Linked DNA regions of Mus musculus: all the other regions are linked to region 3. A link is a contact called in public Hi-C and HiChIP or PLAC-seq data. All regions are on one chromosome and are shown on one strand. Each heading gives the region's core, a stretch centred on a gene start, on an enhancer-like site or on the middle of the called end of the contact. The rest is flanking DNA. Distances are from core to core; before and after follow the strand shown. Region 1 overlaps Dglucy (D-glutamate cyclase). Region 2 overlaps Dglucy (D-glutamate cyclase). Region 3 holds the start of Rps6ka5 (ribosomal protein S6 kinase, polypeptide 5).

Region 1 (4,928 bases), core at 1,894-4,393, 65 kb after region 3:
TCTCTGTCTGTCTGTCTGTCTGTCTGTCTGTCTGTCTGTCTCTCTCTCTCTCTCTCTGTGTGTGTGTGTGTGTATGTGTGTGTGTAAGATAGAGAAAGAATCCCTACGGAGCCCAGGGTGGCCTGAAACTGCTAATCCTTCATCCCCTGCCTCTTTCTCATGTCTGATGTTCATCTTGTTATTTCCCCTATTTGCAGCCCATGCACACTTGTGGAGGTTGCTTTATGAATGGGAGAGAAATGAACTGTACTTTTCCAGAAACTTGTCCCTGTCAAAGAGCCCTCTGTGTCACACCTTGACAACTCTTCAGCATGCTTCCAACTATTTTTGTTTTATTTCACTTTGGGTGGGAGTCAGGGGAGGGACAGGGTCTCCTGCACTCCACGTGGGCCAGAACTTGCTTTGTAACTGACGATGACCTTGAACTCCTAGTCCTCCTGCCTCCACCTCCCCAGTACTGGGATTATAGGCACGAGCCTCCACCCTTGGCTGTTTCTGACTTTCAAACAGAGCATCACTTGGCTTTAAGTATCATTCTTATAGAGATGCATAGCCAGCTGGCAGAAAGCACCATCTCCTCCCTGATACCTCTCCTCTCTGGGATCCCCCATTCGTGACATCATTGCCTTTGTTCTGTTGACAGTTCAGCAGGACTTGGAACTGGAAGAATGAGATAAGTCCTCTATTGGGCAGCTACTTGGTAAGCAATTAGGCTTGTTATTGGAGCAGCTACTTGGTGAGTATTAGGCTGTTGGACAGTGTGGCTTTCCTCAGCTGCGAGGCTGCTGGGGCTCCTTCAACAGTTCTAACAAAGGGATTGCCTATACATCCCTCTGACTGAAGCATTGTCCACCAGGAAGAACTTTCTGTGCTTCATAGACACCTTCATTGTCAGGTGAAGGTTGTTTTTAACTATCAAGCTTGAAATTAAGTTACTGTTGGACCTGTTCTCTGGAATGACAGAGTTTCTGTCTCAGTGTGATTTAAGCCATTAAAGAGGTATTTACTGTTTAAAAGATGTTTCTAGGCACACATGTTTGTAGAGTATGGGGTGCATGGAGACCTGACTTTCCTTTTTCAGCCTAGGTTTTTCTTTCCCTATTGGCTTCTTCCTCAGCTATTTCCATGGCAGAAATAGTCAATGGTAGCCCCTTCTTACATTGTCGTTTCTGATAACAATTTCAAAGACATAGACTATTACTTCCCTAAAGCTACACATAGAGTGCCTACATGGGTCATGTGGCCATCCCTTAACAAAACAGGACTAGGACTAAGAGTCTAGCTTGATGGTAAAGCACTTGCTTAGCATTCAGGGGGGCCTGGGTTCAATCTCTAGCACTGAGGAGTGGCGCACATCAAGTTCATGAGGAAGGGTTATTTTGATTGATCACCTAGGTCTGAAATACAGACTGAAATAACTGTCCTACCAGGGTCGGGGAAGAACAGCCTTAAAACCTTTTAGGTGGGGTTGGCAAGATGGCTTAGCAGACAAAGGTGTCTGCCATCAAGCCTGGAAGCCTGAGTTTGAACCCTAGGAGGAACCACATGGTGGAAGGGGAGAATCAACTCCTGAAAGTTGTCCTCTGACTTCCACATGTATGCTGTAGTATGTACACACATGTATATACACACACAACACAGATACACATCACAATACACACATACACACATACATACACATACACACATACATACATACTTTTTATAACTTTCTGGACATGTAACAGCCTCTTTGGGTTGCCACATATCACATGTCAAGCTACAATCATCAGAAGTGTGTTAGCTAGAAGTTCTGGAAGGCAGGAGATTGACATCTGAGAGTCAGCAGAACCATACACCCTCTGCGAGCTTCTGGAACATTCTTTCCCGACCTGTCTTGGTTTTGGTTGCCCCAGGCTGTCCTTGCTGTCCCACCTCCTCTCCTCTTTCACAAGCCACCCCTTCAGTGTTTCTCCCTCTTTGTCAACTCTTTCTTCATAGATGTTGCCACTGGACTTCGGGTCATTCACTTGACCCACAGTAATTTCATCTTAAGAGTCTTCATGGAATTGTATCTACAAACACCCTTTTCCTCATAGAAGGTCATGTTCTTAGGTACTGGGAACTCAAGCTTGGATATATCTTTGGGGAGAGCCTCAAGACAACCCACTACAATGTCAGAAGAAGCAGGTGGTTTCCAAGCGCCACTCCATGACTGCCCACCACCTACCTTTCTAGCTAAACAATTTTGTAATCACACTGCCCAACATGATCCAAGCTACAAAGTTAGCCTATGTGTAATTTTCTTGGTCAGGTATGGACGTTGCTCTTAATCTAGCAACTAGTTACCAATGGCAGATGCAAATGGATGGGGCCTTTAGCTTAGAGACAAATAAGAGACTGTAATAAAATCCACAGCGTTTGTGGATGGAGGGAGGGGGACAGGGCATGCTGCTGTCACTCAGCATGTGGTAGATTGCAGAGGTGTGACAAGGAGCCTTTTTTTTTTACTTAAAGATATTTATTTTTTTATTATATATTTTATTTTTTATTTTTTTAATTAGGTACTTTCTTCATTTACATTTCCAATGCTATCCCAAAAGTTCCCCATACCCTGCCCCGACTCCCCTCCCCACCCATTCCCACTTCTTGGCCCTGGCGTTCCCCTGTACTGGGGCATATAAAGTTTGCAAGACCAATGGGCCTCTCTTCCCAATGATGGCCAACTAGGCCATCTTCTGATACATATGCAGCTAGAGACACGAGCTCCGGGGTACTGGTTAGTTCATATTGTTGTTCCACCTATAGGGTTGCAGACCCCCTTTAGCTCGACAAGGAGCCTCTTAATGTCTGCTGAAGAATATGAGTTCCTTCATCAGCCAGAGGATGCAGGACAATGCTTTCCAGGAAACTTCCCTTACCATTATCTTCACTGGGGACCTCAGACAGAGTGTGTCCCCTCTACAGGATAGTGACTCTAGACTCAGATCTGGGGTTAGCCTCTGTCAGTTGAACAATCTTTTACTGTGGGTTGCTTGACTGGGATACTCTCTGACACTCTTACACAGTTGCAAAGTCATTTTCTAATAACTCCAAGGGCTGCTGAGCAGAGCCAGAAACCTAGGAAAGTCACACCCTGGAATCTGGACTCTGTCCTTGCCTTGTCTCCTGGCTCATTTCCTGCACGATGCCCTCCCCCAGCCATGCTTCAGGCTGAAGCCTCTTGGCCTCTGCCCTGGACAAGTTGAGCTGAAGGTGGGGGGGGGGCGCTATGCAGCTGACCCTCGTGCTGTCTCCAGTGGACTGCTGTTTGTCTACAGGCTCTTCTGAGGGTCAGGGCAGTTAGAGAAGAAGGCCTCCTGGTTTGTGTCCTGCCCTCCACTTGGTTGTCCTTCTCCCACCCTTTGCTTGCACTGGGAGCCTGGGACAGGGAAGTAGACTTTTGCAATCCTGAAATGTGATTTCTGAGTTCTTGGTTCAGTTGGTTAACTGGCTCCAGAAAGAAAGATGAGCTCCTGGCTATGGTTCCCTTTCCCCACCTTCTAGAAGGTCAACTGGGATGCAGGACTCTCTCTCTCTCTCTCTCTCTCTCTCTCTTTCTCTCTCTGTCTCTCTCTCTTAAATTTAATTTTATTTGTGCATACAAGAGCTTTCCACAAATGTGTATATACATGTATATGTGTGTCTGTGTGTGTGCATATGCATGTGCAGGTGTTTGTGGGATCCAAATCAACCTCAGATATAGCTCCTCAGAAGTACTACACATGGTGCTTTGAGATGGGGTCTCTCACTGGGACCTGGGACTCACCAGTGACTAGGCTGGCTGGCCCAAAAGTCCCAGGGATCCCCTTTGTCTCAGCCTTCCCTCTCTGAGATTACTACCATGAACCAGGCTCAGCCTTTTCACTCGGGGTCTAGAGATCAGACTCAGGTTGAGTCATTTACCCAGCCCCAAGAATGTTATTTTTCTTATAGAACATGCTGAAGTAGCCCTCTTCCTCCTCTTCTTTAGAAATCTACATTTCTAACCTCTCTGCACAGGCATATCAATGGCAGATTTCACAGCAGTGGTTTCAGCTACTTTATAACTGGCGGTTACTGACCAATACAGGTCAACATGTTAACAGTTCTCAGTGCAAATTCAGAGACACTGAACCACAACCAACACCACCATCTTTCTCCAGAACTTTTTCCTCATCTCAAACTAAAACTCTCCCCTATCCCTGCCCCTTTAGCAGCCACTGGGAACTTACACTCTGATATTTTTTGCTATCTTTGTGAACTTAACTCATTTAGATAGTTCATATAAGTGGAATCGTACAATGTTTATCTTATACCTGGCCTCACGTGTAGTGCCTTTCCTACTGCTTCAGGACACATCTGTATTACAGCATGTGTAAGAAATGTTGTTCCTTTTAGAGGCTGAGTAGTACTGCACTAGAAGTATATAACTACATGTTTATTTACCACCCATCAGTGTTTAGATCGCTTCTGCCTTTGAGCCTTTGTGAATGATGCAGTTAGGAACACGGATGCGTAAAAGTGTAGTGAATTTCTTGCTCTGCATCCTTTGGGGCACATACCTGAAGTGGGCTTGCTGGCTACACTGTTTAGTTGTTTGGGGATGAGTCACTGGATCTTCGAGGAGGCTCTGCCATTTCATGCTCAAAGGGTTTCATTTCTCTAAAGCTTGGTTAACGTGAGTCTTCTGCTTTTGCTTTTGTGTTTTGTAATAGACTCTCCATCAGGTCCTTGTGGTTTGATGTGCACTCTGCTTTATACCATAGAGCAGTTCTTCTCGGGCTGTAGGTCTTTAGCCCTTTGGGGGTTAATGACCTTTCATAGAGGTTACCTAAGACTATCCAAAACTACAGATATCTACAGAACAGTTCACAACAGTAGTAAAATGACAGTTATGAAGTATCAATGAAACCAGTTTTATGGTGGTA
Region 2 (4,865 bases), core at 1,960-4,459, 92 kb after region 3:
TGACCTATTAAACAAACAAATGCTAATTATGACTGCCAGCATTTCCCTGATCTTTTGTCTTTGTTATCATCATGACATTTCTAATGAAATGTTTGTACAGTTAGGATGCCTTCTTCCTTACAGCAACATTTATTTTGCAAATTTGCAGTTGTATTTAGGCTACCACCAGCAACTCTCTTGGCAAACACTGAGCACCGCCCACCACAGAAATTAATGAGTAGAGAGACAAGGTCTGAACACCTACTCATTCTGTTCCTCCATTGTCACATGGAGGGACTCTGGGGAACTGATCCAGGGGACAGCTATGGAAACCAGAAGCGGAGTTTTTAACACTGAAAATGCTTAGTTCTTGTAAACAAGTCTTCCAGCCTAGACTACAAGCATCCAGGAAATGGACTTCATCTCTGATTTCTTGTGTGCCCCCTGAGGTCCCAGATACAGTCCTACATAAATGTAAGGGTCCTCTGCGCTTGTTGCTGGCAGAGCATGATAGTGTGGGAAAGAGCATGTCATATCCCAGTGAAGGCTTGCTACACTTTATAGCCCTTGACCCCTGTGAACCACTGCTTTCTCTGTGAAAGATGTGCTACCTTGGGCTTCTCAGCCTCATGGCCTCTCTCTTGCCTCTCTGTCTGCCTCATCTCTGGGGTCCTAGTGAGTGATATTTTCTGTACCCATAGCCCTTGGCAGGAGATACAGAGTGAAGGCTTCCTGTGTGTCGGGTTCCCGCTGTGTGCTGGTACCCCTGTTTTTGCCACTCCCTACCTATGTCCCTTACAGATGCACAGAACGTTGGATCCCTCCATGAGCTTCCCTACCATTGTCCCTTCTGTCCATGGGCTGAAAAGGTCTTTCGCTTTTACCCAAGAAACCCCTTATTCATCTCTTTGGACTCAGCTCCTTTTCTAGCCCTAGTCGGTATAGCCTAGGAATGCTAAGTACATTGTGTTGTAGTTAACTGTTTACTTTTTTCCTCTCCACAGGAGACAGGCTGATGGTAATTATGTGTTTAATGTCTGTCTCTTGGGCTGGTAAATCCCTATGGGCGTGGGCTGTGGCTGTATTATTACCACAGTGTCTCCAGCACATTGCACATAGAGTAACAAATGAAGGAAACACTTCTGCAAGGCTAAATGGAAGCCAGGCCATGAAGTGACCCATGAACTTCACATGTGCTAACTCATTAGGGCTGAGCACAACTACTGAGGTTCATAGTATTAGTAGTCCCATGAGAAAACAAACAGAGAGGTCAATGATTCACGATAGCTAGGTCGAGATACCAACTTGCTCTTGGTTTGCACTTTCACCATGATGTTTCATGGATGGATGGATAGATGGATGGATGGGTGGGTGGGTAGGTGAGTTGATGGATGGATGGATGGATGGATGGATGGATGGATGGATAGATAGATGGATGAGTGGATGGATGGGTGGGTGGATGGATGGATGGATGGATGGATGGATGGATGGGTGAGTGGATGGATGGATGGGTGGGTGGAGAGATGAGTGGGTGGATAGATGAGAGGGTGGATAGATGGATGGATGGGTGGGTGTTTGGACGGATGGGTGGATAAATGAGTGGATGGATAGATGTATTGATGGATGAATGGATAGAGGTATAGGTGGATGGGTAATGTACTGTGCTTGAACACTAGTGCAATTTGTCTACATATAAATTGTAGATAGTTTATGAGAAAGAATTTAGGATTGGATCACAAATATTTCTCCATCCATCTCCACTTCAGAGCACACTCTAGGTCACTATGGTGGTTTACATAAGAATGACCGACCTAGACTCATAGATTTGAATATTTTGTTACTAGGAAATGGCACTATTTGAAAGAAGTAGGAGGTGTAGCTTTGTTGGAGGAAGTGTGTTACTGAAGGTGGGTTTGAGGTTTCAAAAGCCCACTCCAAGCCCAGAGTCTCTCCCCTTCTGCTGCCAGAGGATCTAGCTGTAGAACTCTCCACTACTTCTCCAGCACAGTGCCGGCCTGCGTGCTGCATGCTCCCTGCTATGATGAAAATGGACTAAACCTTTGAAACTGTAAGCCAGCTCCAATAACTGTTTTCTTTTATAAGAGTTGCCATGGTCATGGTGTCTCTTCACAGCAGTAGAGCACTAAGAAAGACACCTCTTTGGTCCCTTCTTCAGTGTTCCCAACACCCCTCAGTTGATACAGAGATGGAGAGGAGGGGGCATGCTCTCTGAGAGAACAGTGGAAGCTCTGGATTTCTGGCAGAGTGTGAAATGTTCAGATGAGTAGGGAAGGCTCTCCTGAGTGACTCTGGCTCCCTGGAGTTGGATGAAGAGGGAGGCTTAAGAGCAGATGGAGGCCAGGACAGACCTAGGGATGTGTGGGAAAACAAATCAACCTCTCCACGAATGGGACTCCCATGTTCAACTCCTCCCCCTCCTCCATCACCTCCATGTCTACCCTTCCAGAGTTGGCCTATATGGATTTGGATATGGGTGGTGCACTTGTACATAGATTCCTTCATATGTTGGAGAAATTGTTTTAGATGAGGCACAAAGAGATACCTCATTTTAGGACTAGTGAGATAAAAAAAATTAAAGACTTAGCTCATTTAAAAAATAGTTAAGTGATCTGACATTTCCTGGTCTGGATGTGGTTTGAATGTGTGCCCAATAGTTGTTAGGTTTTGTTTGTTTGTTTTTAATTTGTATTTTTTAATGGGTTTTGGAGACAGGATTTCTCTGTGTAGCCCTGGCTGTTCTGTAACTCATACTGTAGACCAGGCTGGCCTCACACTCATTATGTAGTCCAGTCTGGCCTTAAATTGACCATACTCCTCCCTCAGCCCACTAAATGCTGAGACTAAAGACATGTGCCACTATACCTGACTACTAAAATTATGTATATATACTTTTTTTCTTAAATAAGCTACTCAGTTTCGGGTATTTGTTATAGCAGGGGGAAAAAAAAAGACAAGACAAATACCACACATATAATCTTCAATATAACCAAACCTGGATGTGTTCAATTAGCTTCTACTTAGTTGTTTCTAAATTATTTATATGACAAACAGCACTGCTAATGCACTCTGGGATTTTATTTGCTCTTTGAAAATATCTTAGGATGAATTCCTAGAACTGAATAAAGCAAAGGGGTGGCTCCATGAAGGTGGAATTTCAGTTATCTACCATAAGAGTGGACCAGATCTGTTTACTCTGGAGTTGGGGTGTGTCAGATTCTGCTGAGAGGGTGGTTGTCTTTGGGGCTCAGTGTAGAGAGAATAGCTTATGTATTGTACATATTGCATTGCCACAGACTCTCTGGGCCCCTTTGTCTTCGTGGAACGGGTCTCTAGTCTCGGGTGGGCAAAGCGTCGGATGAATTGATAGACAGATGCACACAGGAGAGGTTGTGTAGTATCTGAATGTAATGTCAAATCCAGCATCAGACTTTTTATGCAGAAGACAATAAGGAAGTTGGGTGACATACCAGCAAGGTACAAAGAGGTTACTGGATTCTTACATAAAACAGAGGAATGCAAACACAGAAGGTCTAACGGGAACCACCTGGGATAGAATTCATTGTTAACAACTGGGATCAGCAAGGGCTCCACCTAAGATTCACTTAATCTTAGAAGCCAGGGTCAAGGGCTTCATGCGCTTGCCATAGTTCCTATTTTAGTCTATTGTATAGTCCACCTTCTCCTTAGGCCATTGTAAATACGTGTGTATGGGTGTAACTCAGCTATAGTCTTAGAAGCCAGGTGTGAGGTCTTTACTCTCCTAGGGCAAGGGCTTTCACACCCAAGTCTTGGTTCTAGCTAACCATCTCATGAATAATGCAATACTTTAAAACCACAGCCCGATCTACTTCCTAAACCATTGTAAATTCCTGCATATGGGAGCGACTTGGCTTTTATTCTAAGTGATAGTGTAATACCAGAGGCTATTCTGAATGTCACTGTCTAGCTCAAGGACGTTCTAGGACTGTTGGAACACTGGCTTTAGCTATGTCAGAATTCAAGCTTAAAATGCACTTATAATAGGGTAATACTAAAAGAGAGCAAGTGGATCCATACACTAGACTAACTCGGGAATAGAAAATTAATGTATGGGTTAGAGAGAACACCAGACTCCAGGAGTGAGTTTCTGTGAAACTCTTTTGCCTCATGAGTAGCTTTCAAGCCTCAGCCTGTCACGCTGACTTGACTGGAGAGCGTGGCATTGCATCTCCTGTCAATTCAAAAGCCTGTGGCCTAGGACTTAGCCAGGAAATAAAGGTGGCACTCTGGAATAGAGCAGGCATGGGAAGATGTAACAAGACAGTTGTATGGTAAGAGCATACCAACAGGTAACCAGCCACTTAGCAGAATGTAGGTTAAAATAAATGGGTTATCTTAAATTATGATTCTAGCCAGAGAAGAGCCTAGATATATGGCCAAGATATTTGTGAATATATTTTGAGTCTGAGTCTTATTTTTGGGAGTATGGAACAGGGAAGAAGAATCAGGACCTAATTACAACGGTTCAGTCTTAGGATCTTTGATGCTAGAGAATAATATTTGTGGATTTAATAGTTTGTTCTCCAAAAGAGAGAGAGAGGGAGATGCTAAAATATACTGATGTACTATGGATGGGATGGATAATGGATGGATGATGGATGGATGAGTAGATGAATGATGGATGGATGGATGATGGATGGATGGATGATGAGTGGGTGATGGATGGATGGATGGATGGATGGATGATGGATGGATGGATGATGGATGGATGATGGATGGATGGATGATGGATGGATGGATGGATGATGGATGGATGATGGATGATGGATGGATGGATGAGTGGGTGGATGGATGGGTGATGGATGGATGGATGATGGATGGATGGA
Region 3 (4,866 bases), core at 240-2,739:
GGAATAACTGGGTCAGGATACATTATAGAGTCAGAACCATCAAAACTGCAGTGCTTATACTGATAAATGAGAAGGCATGAATTTACATCTTATACTAAGTCATAAGACTGGCACCAAAGATACTAATGGGCAATCAAGAATTGTGGGTTGTAGTTAACTTTATCCATCTGTTTCAATCTGTTCCAAACAGCAGCAAGGTGGACCCGCTTTCTACCTGAAACCTGCCATTTGCCATTTGTGTCTACTTAATATAATGTGCCAAAGACTTAAGTGTCAAAAATCTTAAAACCACTGACACTAATAACTATCGATCCACTCTAACACATTCTCCATGCAGAAATGATAGTGTAAGGGGAGACCTGACTCCATGGGGCTGGGGAGACCCAAACTTTACCAATTGGTCCAGATAAGAATTTTCCAAAACAAACCCCGGAATTACACAATGAAAAAGCAAAAGTAAAAAGCTTAGCACACGGAGCTTTACTGATCTCCAGCACAGGGGATGCAAGCACTTAAGTCGCCTAGTGAAGCCTTTCACCCAAAACTTTACATTTATAGAGGCTGCTTGCCAAAAGACCTGGCAAATTTCAGAGAGTATAGTACTTCACGATAACTCTGAGAGAAAGGACTTAATTCCAGAGGACCACGAAGCCTTTTTCCTTCACCAGAGACTAACCGAGAACCAATACCCCTCTCGCAGGATCGCTGTCCCTTAGGGATGGTACAGACATACATACACACACAAACACACACACTCCCCTCACACCTGAACCATCCCAGGCAGAGGTGCAGGGTAAAGTGAGTTCAAGCTTCAAGCTCCATCACACACAGCTCCACACAGCTCACCTCTTGAGGGAAAGAGTACCTTTCCCTCGAGACAGCGTGTAGTGACAGATATGTCACCTATGCAGGAAAGGGGGCATAAAGGCATCTTCCCAGGCTGGGTCGGAAACTGGGGGCCCAGCAGGAGCAAACTTTCCTCTCCGTGCCCAGAGCCTCCCAGGACCCCCGGACTATTCCCCGCCCGCGAAGCCCCGCCCCGGGCCCGTCCCCCCCAGCCCGCGCCCCTTTTGGCCTGTGCGCGCACCCATGCCGGCTCTCAGGCGCGCCTCCGCGGCTGGCCCGGCCAGCAGAGGGCGGGGTCGCTCACCGGTCCGCAGCTCGTGCTTGACAGTAAGGAGCTGCTCGCCGCCGTCGCCGCTGTCCCCGCTGGTGCCCGCGCCGCCGCTGCCGCCGCCCTCCCCCTCCATCTTCACCCTCTTTCCGATCGCGCGGGTCGCTCTTAGGGGAACCTGATGGGACAGCAGACGCCCCGTCTCTCCACAGCTCCAGGAGCCGAGCTGCCGCAGCGCCACAACTCCGACACTGAGGCGAGTCTCTTTCCCGCTCTGGCCGTGCAGCTCCTCCGCCTCCTCCCCTCAGCGGGCACCGCTAGTACGGCACAACCCCGCGCCCTGCGCCTCCACCTCCTCCTCCAGGCCGCTCCTCCCACAGCCAGCCCAGGAGACAGCCCTGAGCCACCAGCGCTATTGGGCGCAGCGCGCGCGCGTCTGCCAGCGCCCGTTCCCATTGGGCGGCTAGTCCTGACGTTTCAGGAGCCGCCCCGCCCCGCTGCTCGAATTGTTGTTGCTTGGCGGGGAGGCAGGAGAGGGAGGAGCGCGAACGCTCCGATTGGCAAGACCCACGGAATGCCCCACCTACTCGCTTTGGTGCGCACGCGCAGGCAGGCCTTCCCTCTCCTGACCTCCCCAGAATGGTCACACCCCTTATTCCCAGCTTCGATCTGTTAGTAAACAGTATCTAGTAGTCAGGAGGCGCTCCGGACCTCTGATTGGCTACTGCGGAAAGAGGCGGGGAAAGACGATTGGACCGCTTGGTCCGCCAATCACAGTGGACAAAGGAGGGTCCTGGAGGGAAGCACTTGTCACCCACGTGTTTGCGCTCGCGCGCGTCTGAGGGTCCTAGGGAACGGCCCACAAATGTGTGACTGTCTGGAAGATGGCATGTCTTCGAATGATACTATTCTCTGTAGCACTAAATAAATTAAATGAATTTTGTGTTTAAATACAGGTAGGAGCCGGCAAGATGGTTCCGTGGGTAAAAGTGCTTGCGGCCAGACGTGGACAACCACAGTGCAGTTCCCATATAATGAAAAAGAACTAACATGTTGACCTCCGACCTCCACACAAGCTTTAATTAAGGGCATGTATCGCTCACACAAGGCAAAACTAAATTACGTTTAAAAATTAAATACAGGTAGCTCCTATACACAAAAAGTCAAGGTTCTGGCTCCGGATGAGAAATCTGAAATAATAACTTGTGGAGGTGGGGAGTGTAGCTCAGCCTAGCCTTGACCCCCTGGTACGTCTAGCACCACCTCCCAGTGCTGGAATTCGCAGTATGTGCCACCATGCCTTGCTTATGACATGCGGGAGATTGAACTCTCCAGCTTTATGAATGCTAGGCGAGCAGTCTACCAGTTAAACTACATCCTCATCCCAATTTTTCATGTTTAAGAAACTCAAAGAGTGTGGTGAATCATAAAATAAGATTCAATTTCTGCTCCTGAAAAGCTATTAACGGAACTCGAGAGATGGGCAACTTGTATACAGGCACAGGAAACTATAAAGAATTTAAACAAAACTGTGAACCAGTATTAAGCATTAGAGAATGGCACAGATGGCAACGATTATTCTCAAGGCTTTTAGGGCAAGGAGAAAATCTGGATAGCCAATTTAAAGGGCAAGTAAGACAAAACTGGAGACATTTCACACAGAGGTAAGCTGTGAGCCTAGGTCTAGAGGAGATCAAATGCTGGTGACCTAAGTAACAGGTAGGCTAAATGAAGTGTAAGGGAAACAGCTGTATAGGAAAGATGAGTGTATCTTTATTTTCCTTCTTGGAAAAAAAAAAACAAAAAAACAAAACAAACAAACAAAAAAAAAAACCAAAACAAAAAAACCCAAAACAAAACAAAAACACCTGACAGAAGCATTCTAAAGAAAGAACAGGTGTGGTGGCACTGACCTTTAATCCCAGCACTCAGGAGGCAGAGGCAGGCAGATCTCTGTGAATTCAAAGCCAGCCTTGTCTACATATCGAGTTCTAGGATAGTCAGGGCTACACAGAGAAACCTTTTCTTAAAAACACTCAAAAGAGAAAAAAGAAAGACCTGGGCAGGGTCGGGGAGTGACTTACATTTTAAGGATAGAGTGTATCATGGAGGCGGGAAGATGGAGGAACAGGAGACCACTTGGTCAAGTTGTGTCTGTGGTCAGAAGCAGACAGCGCTAAACTGTGGTACTCAGCAGTCTCCTTTCTATTAAATCCAGGACACCCAGCACAGCTAGGGTGGATCTTCCCTGTTAAGCCTCCCTGGAGATGCCATTAAAGAGACACCCACAGGTGTGTCTCCCAGGTGGTTCCAAATCCGGGCAAACTGAGAATGAAGATGAACCGTGTCCTTAAGACAATGAGGGATCGTAAATGTTACACTGAGGCACAGAAGTTATTTAGTAATGAAGTCCCCTACACTAGTTAGAACAGCAAAGTCACTCTCTTATAACTTGTCGAATCCCATGAGGCTGACGGGAAGAGAGGACTCACTGGGAAAGAATGTATTGCAAGTGTAGCACTGACAGCTTAATTTCTGTAGCGGAAGTAGGTGATAATGAGAAAAGAAAAGACGAGCATAAACAATGCAAAAATGATCTTCTAAATTGCACATGGATTAGATGAAGAATGGGCAAACTATCTTCCTGTTAGAGGACAGATAGCAAATCCAAGGCTGTGTGAGCCGTAGACTCTCATTTATAACTACTCAATTTTTCTGGAAAGTGGTCAATAGAAAACAGAAAGACAATAACAAATGGCTGTGTTCCCCTAAGATGTCTTAATGGATATTGGAATTTGAATTTCACATGCCATAATATATTATTGTTTTAATATCTTTTCAAACATTGAAATATGCAAAACCCATCCTTAGCTCATGGGCCTTTAAAAAGTAGAAAGTGGTCTATATTTGGTAGTCTCCATAGTTGGCAGATTTTTGTACCAAAGTACCTGAAGGGGCTGGAGAGATGGATCAGCCGTGAAGAGCACTGATTGCTCTTCCGAAGGTCCTGAGTTCAAATCCCAGCAACCACATGGTGGCTCACAAACATCCTAAATGAGATCTGATGTCCTATTCTGTAGCAAGCTGGCCCGAGGCTTACAAGGACCCGGTACCGTACACCGGGGAAGCAGGCTGGAGCTGAAAGAGAGAAACTAGCCGGTCGAGAGAAATAATGGAGCCAAGATGATTCCCTGTTCAAGGCTCAGTGTTTATTAGCAGTCTGCGCTGTTTTGTTGCCAAGTTGTTAGCACTAGTCCGCCAGAGCAGAGCCATTAGCAGTAAGTCGCCAATTTCACAGGTAGTCAGCTACCTCAAGAACCTCTCCGGAAGACATGTTCAGCCTCTCAGCAGGTAGCAGAATCTCAGGGCAATTGTCACTTCAAAAGAAGCCAGCCAAGTCCGAAAGCAGCACTGCAGGTGGCCCCACCTCAGTGTTGACAAGGTCTGTACAGCTTCAGGCTGGGGGAGGCTACACTATTCTGAGGTATCTGAAGACAGCTACAATGTACTTACATATAATAAATAAATCAAGAAAGAAAGAAGGAAAGAAAGGAAGGAAGGAAGGAGGAAGGAAGGAAGGAAGGAAGGAAGTAAGGAAGGAAGGAAGGAAGGAAGGAAGAAAGAAAGAAGGGAGGGAGGGAGGGAGGAAGAAAGGAAGGGAGGAAGGAAGGAAGGAAGGAAGGAAGAAAGAAAGGAAAGAAAGAAAGAAAGAAAGAAAGAAAGAAAGAAAGAAAGAAGGAAGAAAGAAAGAA

The links. A called contact is a pair of places that touch in the nucleus more often than the background predicts. HiChIP or PLAC-seq counts read pairs in DNA pulled down with a chosen protein or histone mark.
Region 1: a Hi-C map of granulocyte-monocyte progenitors shows a contact between it and region 3, with 2.5 times the contacts expected there. The contact joins the enhancer-like site here to the promoter of Rps6ka5 in region 3. A contact is called at or near these places in 4 of 39 promoter capture datasets (the C10 cell line, the HPC-7 cell line, liver and 1 more), 1 of 15 datasets of contacts at CTCF or cohesin (the NIH/3T3 cell line), 17 of 484 Hi-C or Micro-C datasets (the C2C12 cell line, the HPC-7 cell line, the N1E-115 cell line and 14 more), 7 of 115 datasets of contacts at active chromatin or transcription factors (CD8 T cells, the HPC-7 cell line, the SCID.adh cell line and 3 more) and 3 of 9 other capture datasets (adipose tissue, liver and pancreatic islet).
Region 2: an H3K27ac HiChIP or PLAC-seq map of embryonic stem cells shows a contact between it and region 3, with 8 read pairs. The contact joins the enhancer-like site here to the promoter of Rps6ka5 in region 3. A contact is called at or near these places in 1 of 39 promoter capture datasets (macrophages), 2 of 484 Hi-C or Micro-C datasets (bone marrow-derived macrophages and nephron progenitors), 5 of 115 datasets of contacts at active chromatin or transcription factors (the SCID.adh cell line, bone marrow-derived macrophages, embryonic forebrain and 2 more) and 4 of 9 other capture datasets (adipose tissue, liver, macrophages and 1 more).

Annotation. Positions count from the first base shown.
Region 1 is chr12:100,786,973-100,791,900 of GRCm38.p6, forward strand. The region is part of intron 1 of Dglucy (D-glutamate cyclase); the gene reads left to right. Among named protein-coding and RNA genes, the nearest start is that of Dglucy, 10 kb to the left of the region's middle. Within about 2 kb of position 3,144, at least 46 of the 459 cell types and tissues checked have an H3K27ac peak or open chromatin away from gene starts, as enhancers often do. A contact at or near this core is called in beige adipocytes, brown adipocytes, granulocyte-monocyte progenitors and 1 more, where this site is marked.
Region 2 is chr12:100,813,877-100,818,741 of GRCm38.p6, forward strand. All of the region lies in intron 1 of Dglucy (D-glutamate cyclase), which reads left to right. Among named protein-coding and RNA genes, the nearest start is that of Dglucy, 37 kb to the left of the region's middle. Within about 2 kb of position 3,210, at least 5 of the 459 cell types and tissues checked have an H3K27ac peak or open chromatin away from gene starts, as enhancers often do. A contact at or near this core is called in embryonic stem cells, where this site is marked.
Region 3 is chr12:100,723,631-100,728,496 of GRCm38.p6, forward strand. Rps6ka5 (ribosomal protein S6 kinase, polypeptide 5) reads right to left here and starts at 1,490. Exons shown (of 17, transcript NM_001330702.1): 1 at 1,151-1,490. The coding sequence starts at 1,250.